2 separate regions of the Ovis aries genome follow, and region 2 is linked to region 1. A link is a contact called in public Hi-C data. All regions are on one chromosome and are shown on one strand. Each heading gives the region's core, a stretch centred on a gene start, on an enhancer-like site or on the middle of the called end of the contact. The rest is flanking DNA. Distances are from core to core; before and after follow the strand shown.

Evidence for each region. A called contact is a pair of places that touch in the nucleus more often than the background predicts.
Region 2: a contact with region 1 is called in a Hi-C map of hypothalamus, with 3 times the contacts expected there. The contact joins the promoter of NAA40 here to the promoter of ZFTA in region 1. A contact is called at or near these places in 6 of 16 Hi-C or Micro-C datasets (blood, hypothalamus, muscle and 2 more).

The regions. Positions count from the first base shown.
Region 1 is chr21:38,572,025-38,575,918 of ARS-UI_Ramb_v3.0, forward strand. It overlaps ZFTA (zinc finger translocation associated), which reads right to left and starts at 2,528. Exons shown (of 6, transcript XR_006057539.1): 1 at 2,214-2,528; 2 at 1-88.
Region 2 is chr21:38,732,305-38,736,620 of ARS-UI_Ramb_v3.0, forward strand. It overlaps NAA40 (N-alpha-acetyltransferase 40, NatD catalytic subunit), which reads left to right and starts at 3,046. Exons shown (of 8, transcript XM_042238335.1): 1 at 3,046-3,150. The coding sequence starts at 3,145.

The DNA.
Region 1 (3,894 bases), core at 1,278-3,777:
GAAGATGCTGGTCCCCTGGCCCTGGAGGAGGGCAGGGGGGCACTCCCCCAGGACCCTAAGGCACCCCCTTCCAGCTGAAGATCTTGCCCTGAAGAGGAGGGGGGGAAAGGGAGACAGTTTCTCAATCTCTAAGATTTCCAGGGAAAGAACCTAGGGCTTCCATTTTGCAAGAGAATGGAGGTGGGCAAGAGGTCTGTTCAGGGGCAGGAAAGGGACTGCAAGAGCAGTCAAAGGGAGGTGGCAGAGCAGGGAGTCAAAACATTGGTCCTTTACAAAGAGTGAGACCCCTTTAAGAGAGGATCAGGAACAAAAGAATGCAGGGCACAGCTCTAATTTTTTTCAAAAAACGAACGTGAAGGCCAAGGAGGCAGCAGGTTCGGCAAGGCACCCCTTCTGGATGAGCACTGTCCGGGTAAAGCCAGGGCAGCAGCCTGCTGCAGCGGTTATAGCCAGAGCAGAGCGGGCAGCCGGGCCAGAGAACAAAGGGGGCATCTGTCTGCACACAGGACCCACCGCCCGAGGCCCCAGCCCGGAGGGCCCCACCCAAAGATGATCTTTTTCCCTTTCTGCAATAATGCCTCAAATACACCCTCCTAAGAGGCCCATTTTAAGGGGTACTAAGCACTGTCAGGTCCCCAAATTAAGGAACCCCATGACAAAGCTGTCAGCACCTCCAGAGAAAGGAGTTTTTAGGACTAGAGTCTGGGAGAGCTGATGACTGGAAGGGGCTGGCAGGAGGGCCACCAGAGTCGCTACTGAAGATACTGCAGCAGGGAGTGGCCACCACCCACTGGAATCCATTAAGTCTTTCTGGGGATTTATTTTTCACTCTGGCCCGGAGCTGGCCACTGCCCAGCAATCAGCGGGCAGGCAGTGGAGAGGCCACCAACCCAGTGGTGTCCCCTTTTGCCAAACGGAGACCCTGAGCAGTCCCTCCCACTTTCCCTACAGTTTGGACCGTATTTCATTTAGAAAAGGGTCTCCTGGCCAAATAGGCTAAATAGACAGGTGTGGTCACCCTCCCAGTAGAGAATCTCACCGTATGGAAAACAAAAGCCAGGATCAGAGGGGGCTCCTGTCACCCTGTTTTTGTTTGGTTTTAAGTACATAGAAGAAAAAGAAAGCGCTAGTTTCAGAGTCAGAAACCTGGGTTTGACTCCGGGCTTCACTGGTAGCTTGCTCTGTGACCTTTGGTAGGTGATGTCCGCTCTCTGGGCCTGAGTGTCTTTGTCTGCCAAGGCACTGGATAGCTAGCGGGTCTCTCAGCATCCTTCCAGCGCCGGATCTGTTAGTCTAAGGTGGACTGGCCCTTTAAGAGCCGAAAAAAGGGGAGGAGCTGGGAGTCTTTAAAAACAAAAGGGGATGGGGAATTTCTAGGAGGGGAGCTCTGGCATTAGGGGTGAAGCTCCAGAGCCTGGACGAAAGCTTCAGGGCTCTTAAGCCGTTGACCCCGCATAGAGAAACAGCCTCCTTTGAGAGCAAACGGGGAGGACTGGCTGGTCCCGCTATAGCTGACAAATTGTGGCAAAATTTCTGAAAAGATGGGAGGGGTAACGCGCGGATACAAGGGAAGTGAATGCCACTGTGGGCGAGCCCATCTCTTTAAAAACTGCCCGCCCGTGGGGAAGGTACTGATAGGTCCCCAAGAGGCGCAACCCATGCTCTCTTCCAGGGAGAACATAGGGAAAAAAGAAAAAAGGTGCCCTTCTCTAGGCGAGGCCCCAGAGGAGAAGACAGCCCAACTTAGAGCAGCGGAGTCCCCAGCTCAGTTCTTCTGGAGGGAAGCCCCGGAAAGGGACCCAAGGTCTGGGCAGACTTTTTAAGAGACAGCCGGTTAAGGGAGACCACCTGGGAGTCTGAAAGAGAAAGGGACGGGGGACGCAAGTCCCAACAGCCTAGAGCGCGAGCCCCGCGGCGCCAGGCCAGGTCCTTTGGGGCCCCTCCAGCTCGGCCTCCGAGGCGGGGGCCGCGGGGCCCTTTAAGGGGGAGGGGATCCGCCCGAGCCCCGCAGGCCAACCCCGGGAGCTGGGCGGGGGGCTCCGCCGCTGGCGCTGCAGCCACAATCCGCGCCCGCCAGGTGGCGCCCCCGCCCGCCCTGCCCGCGTCCCCCGCTTTGTTCGGCGGCGAAGAGGGGCCCGGAGCCCGGAGCCGCAGCCCTCCCCTCCCCCACGCCGGGGCCCCCGCCCGAGCCGCCGGCCCCAGCCAGCTCTTACCGCCGTCGTCCTCCTCGGGTTCCGCGCTGCCGCTCGATCCGGCGGGCGGCAGCCATCGGCCCCGTGCCGAGGCCGCTGCTGGCCCGGGGCCGCCGCCGCCGCCGCCGCCGCTCCGGCTCCGGTGGTCCCCGCCAGGCTCCATGCGCTGCGCTGCGGCGCGGGGCCCCGGGGCGGCAGGGCGCGGGGCCGCGGGGCCGGCGGCGGCCGGCGCGCGGCGCTCGGTGCGCGGGGCCCCGGGGCGCGGGGCGCATGCACAGGGCGGCCGGCAGCACGGACGGCAGGCTGCTCGCTCGGCGGCGCGGGCTGGACCGGGGTGGGGATTCCTGTCTGGGGCCCCTGGGGCTCCTTTAAGGGCTCCTGGGTAAATTTAAAGGGGCCGCGCGCTATTTCCTCCTGCCAGCTCGCGGGGGGCTGGGGGGAGTGTCGGGAGGCTAAGAGCCCGACCGAGGCTCCGTATCCGGCGCTCGCCGCGGACGTTAGGAGCACGGACCTCGCCGTCCTCGCGGGCCCGCGCTGCCGCCTGCGGGGCTCGGGTCCCGGCTTCTGGAGGGTCACCGAGGTGGCCAGGGGCGCAGCGTCCGTTGCGACGCGCTTCCACCCAGGCTCGGCTCGCAGCCACTGCCCCCTCGGGGCATGTCAGCGGCCGGCTTCCCGCACCCGCGCTGGCAGAGGGGGTCGCCCGGTGGGGAGGCCCGGGCCCCTGCCAGGGGCTGCCTCCCGCGCGAGCTCGGCGCGGGCCCCACAGCGGACACGAATGGCAGGGGCCCCAGATGGCCGCGGCCCCGCGGAGAGGGTGGAGCCGCGGGGGCGGCCGCGCCCCCTCCCGGGGGAGCCGCCGGGGAGCGCTGAGAGCTCAGGCTTCAGCCCTGGAGGGCGGACGAGCCAAGCGCCCTCGGAGCTGGCCGGGGCGGGGACCGCGGCCTCGGAGATCGAGGCCGAAGAGAGGGGGCGCGCAGGAGAGCCGGCCGCGCCGAGGCCCGACGCCGCTGGGCGTTGGGGGCCCCAGGATGGAAGCCGGGAAGAGAGGGGTTGCGCCGCGGTCGTCTCTGGCTCCTACCCTCGCAGGCCTGGGGGTGGCAGACGCGGCCCTGGACCCTCTGGCCGGCACGAGGAGGCAAAGAACGCTGACCACGAGCGAGGTGTCGGCACCTGGGGACGCGCCCCACCACGGCTGGGAAGCGCTGGGGCTGACCCTGCGTGCGAGCCCCGGGATGCCTCGGAGCCCCCAGGTCCCAGGAAGCGGAGGAAAGGGGCCCTGAAAAGCAGCCAGGGGCTCGGCAGCCCGGGGTCCTTCCTCGAGGACCGGCTGGAGGAGCAGGTGCTTTCTTTGCCTGTGGTTGGTCGCCCACAACAAAGGCGATTCCTAGAGATCCAAATTACAGGGTGCGGGAGGCCGTGCAGGGTCTTATTATCTCGAGGTGGGTTCTATTCTCTTTTGGGGGGATGTGCCCAGCAATCCGTTAAAGTCACGCTTGACACACATTCCTTTGCTCACTCCACACCTACTGTGTGCCAGCGTGCCCCTAGGCGCTGGGCAGACAGCAGGGAGCAAGACCCACAAGTCTGATACTGACTTAGCACCCACGGCTTATGAAAAGAAAACAGTCCCCTTGAGGAGCCATGGGAAATTCTAAATTACTTTCAGCACTGGAAGCCCGTCTTCTGAATGTGAAGAAGGGCT
Region 2 (4,316 bases), core at 1,796-4,295, 160 kb after region 1:
AGCTTTAAATACCATTCATACCTGACGCGCTGAAATTGATATCTCCAGGCTGGACCTCTCCCCTGAGTTCCAGCCTCTGATTACTCCACATCTCCTTGTGAATGTCTAAAAAGACATCTCAAACCTGACGTGGCCAAAACTGAAGTCCTGGTCTTCCCCTTCCCCATCCATCTTCCTCCTTTCAAAGTTGTCTGCATCTCAGTCGAAGGCACTCCATTTTTCCAGGAGCACAAGCTAAAAACCTTGAAGATGTCTTGGTTCTTCTCTTTCCCCCACACCCCATATCCAGTCCATCGGGAGTCCTTGGATCTTCCTTTAACATGTGTCCATGTCCTGAGCCCTTCTCCCACCTCCACTGCCACTCAGCTGGGGCAAGCACCATCACTCTTGTATGGATTACAGCGGTGGCCTCTGCACTGCCCTGCCGTTGACCTGGCCCCTACACTCTTCTCAACCCAGCAGCCAGGTGGTCCTATGAGCACATAACCCAGGCCTTCTACTCCTTCCAGACTCTCTAATAGCTCACTCTAATTCCAGCCAAAGTGTTTTAAAATCTACAAGCCTGGGCTTCCCTAGTAGCTAAGTAGTCAAGAATCTATCTGCCTGCCAATGCAGGAGACACAGGTTTGAGCCCTGATCTGGGAAGCTCCCACATGCTTCAGGGAACTAAACCCATGCAGCACAACTACCGAGCCTTTGCCCTAGAGCCGGGAAACCACAACCCCTGAAGCCCACGTGCCTCGAGCCTATGTTCTGCAACGAGAGAAGCCACTGCTGTGAGAAGCCCGCGCACCGCAACTGGAGAGTAGCCCCCGCTTGCCACGACTAGAGGACAGCCTGAGAATCGAAAAGGCTCAGCATAGCCCAAAGTAAAGAAATAAATAACATTATCTTAAAAAAAAAACCCTACAAGCCCTAAAGAATCCACCTCTAACTTGTCTGATTTTCACTTCCCACCCTTCTCCCGCTGGCCCGCTTTGCTCCAGTCCACTGTGCAGCTTGTAGTTAGTTCCTCAAACATTCCGATCGTGCTCCTGCTGGGGAGTTTTGGACTACCTGCACCCCCAGCCTGGAATGCCCTTCCCCTAGACGGCCTCTGGACTTTCTGCCTCCCCTCCTTCAGATCTTGACTCGAATGTCACTTCTTGTTTGCCTTCTCCGAACGTTTTAGTTAAAACTATAAACCTGGGGACTTCTCTGCTGGTCCACTGGCTAAGATTCTGTGCTCCCAATGCAGGGGGCTCAGGTTCCACCCCTGGTCATCGAAATTGACCCCACTAAGCGTTCACATGCTGCAACTAAAGATCTTGCAAGTCAGGACTAAAGATCCCGTGTACCACAGCTAAAACCCGATGCAGCCAAATAAATAAATATTAAACAAAATAAAAACAAATTTTGACTTTCCACATCTGTCTTCCCTGTTTCGTTTTCCTGCATATAACATGTATCATCCAACATGATATGTATGTTACTGGTTCACTCATTTCGTTTATAATTTTCCTGTTCCTTCTAGAATACAGTTTCTATGAGGGCAGTGCCTTTTCTGTTTGTTGTTTTCTTTGCTGCCTGCAACAGTGCCTAGCACATGATGGGCACTCAACAAATGCTGCTTGAGTGGCTGTTTGGGGGCCACCCCTGTGCTGTGCTGAGGGAAGGACAGGGAGTAAGACCTGACAAAGCCTATAAGGCTTGTCTTGGGTGGCGGTTTTCTGATTTCCATGAGTATGACCCTATCTGGGGAGCTCTTAGAAGCAAATATTCTGGCTCCAGCCCTGGAGATTCTGGGGTAGGCCCCAGGGCCTGCACAGTGCACAGGTTCCCCAGGTGACGGTGATGCGGGTCAAGCGGGGGTCACACTGGTCTGCTGGGATAGACTGAAATGAACGAAGTCCAGGACGCCGGATGTCTCAATTTCACATTACCTTCCACTCCCCAGTAAACATGCCCACCTCCCCTCTGAAGTGTAAGTTCTTGACTGGGACGGCAGGTTGTTTCTTTCTGCATCCCCTGGGCTCCACATAGCGTTAAGTATAGCCCTGTGCTGTGCTTAGTCGCTCAGTCATGTCCAATACTTCGCGACCCCATGGACCATAGCCGGCCAGGGTTCTCTGTCCATGGAGATTCTCTGGCAGCAATACTGGAGGGAGTAGCCATGCCCCCCTCAGGTATGGTCCTGCTGCTGCTGCTGCTAAGTCGCTTCAGTCGTGTCCGACTCTGTTCGACCCCATAGACCGCAGCCCACCAGGCTCCCCCATCCCTGGGATTCTCCAGGCAAGAACACTGGAGTGGGTTGCCATTTCCTTCTCCAATGCATGAAAATGAAAAGTGAAAGTGAAGTTGTTCAGTCATGTCCGTCTCTTTGCGACCCCATGGACTGCAATCTACCAGGCTCCTCCATCCATGGGATTTTCCAGGTAAGGATACTGCAGTGTGTTGCCATTGCCTTCTCCGGTATGGTCCTAGTCAGTGTTTATTGAGAGAGCGAATGAATGGAGGATGAATGAATGCTTAGAAGATAGATATACAGATGAATTAAAAAGAAAAAAAAAGTTAGATGGATGAATGACTCTGCTTAGAAAAGGGATTTCAAGAGTTCACGATCTAGAAGGTGGGAAATGTTCCAAACACCTCTCCTATGCCCGCGGGTTGTAGGAGGGGCAGGTATTTCAGAGGTCTTGACGCGTTTGGTCGGCTGGGAAGGTGGCTGCTCAGCGGATGACCGGGTCAGGCGGAGGAAACGCACAGGCAAGCGCATGGGCAGCGTTGCCACCCACCCGGCTGTCCAGCAGCGCGCTGCCCCGCGGGCTGTGAAGCCGTTGCCATGGTTACAGACACAGCCTGGAGAGAAGGGGGCGGGCCCGGGCTCACGTCATTCCCAGCGCGACGCTTGCTCCGAGCCTCCCGCCTCTTTCTGGTGTGCTAGACCCTCGGCCCGCCTCCCAGGCTCTCCACCTGCGCGCCTTACCCCAGCCCGTCCCTTCGCGGGGCTCTGCGCCGGCGCGGTTCCCGCCGGGGCGCGCTGGGGAGCTCGCGAGGCGCATGCGCAGTAAGGGCCCGCCGCCGCTCCAGTGTCGCCGCTACCGCCGCCTCCCAGCCGGCAAGTGTGGGAAGGAGGAGCTGAGCCCCACCGCCGCCGTTGTCGCCATGGGGGTGAGTGAGGCAGAGGGGGGAGACGCCAGGGCTGGGAAGGCTCCCCGTTCCCCTTGCCACCCCCCTGCGCCCCCATTGTTCCTTGAACCCCCTCTCACGTGACCCTGACCCCCTCTGGCCTCACGTGACCCCCCCTCCCAGCCCCCACATGACTCGACTACCTCAGTCGAAGTGTCCCCACGCCCGGCCCAGCCCTGGAAATCTCCTGGGGAGCCCCCTCTCCGGGCCCCACCCCCTACGGTGCCCCCCGTCTCTCGCGTCGCGCCCGCCCCTGCCTTCCTCTAGGATCTGTTATCTTCTTGGCGCCCACCCCCCATCCCCGAGCAGTCCCTGGGTATCCCCTACGCCCCCGGGGGTCACCCATCATCCGGCTGTCACTAGCTTCGTGGCTTCCCATATCCTAGGCCTGCACTGGCTCGGAGGGAACCGAGGCCCAAAGGAAACGAGGCACCCAGCCAAGGTCACAGACAGTGACTGGGGGCCAGACCCTGACTCAGGGCTCTCGAATCCCCGGCCTCAGCGCTTCCCGCTACTCGGCGAAGCTGGTTTCCCCAGGATCTTTCGAATGTCTCCACCAGGTTCCTCTTGCTCCAGAAACATTCTTTTCCTTATCGACAGAGGCTTGCCTTCAGGGGCTTCCCAGATGCACGCAAGTGGGTCTTATTAGTTGGGTTGCTAGTGGTATTCACACCGCAGGTGGTTTTGCATGGGGAAGCTGTGCAGAAGCTGAGCAGGGGGCGGTGGAAGGGCCCGGGTGATGGCCCCAGCCCCGGATGGATAGTGACCACCTGTTCCGCAGAAGGCAGTCTAGAGGTGCGTTTTATGCCTTTCCCGGGCATGCGCTGATAGAAGGTTGGGCAGAAGTTACTCGCGTGTTTCTGTGAGTTCACCTTCCTGAAGTCCTAGTTAGAGCAGCACTGGTCACTCTCCTGAATAAGTAACTGGCCCTCCCTGGCACCACGTATCTTAGTTTTTACACGAAATTTCCACCACCTGTAGTGAGTCTTCACTTTGGAGCCAGAGAAACTCCAGTTCCAGCCTGATCTTCCTTTACTGGCAGCATGATGTTGTGCCAGTGACCTGGCCTTTGTGGATTTGAATTTCCTCATGGATGTGATGAGGATACCTTCCCTTTGAGACAGATGTGAGGATTAAATGAGATAGTA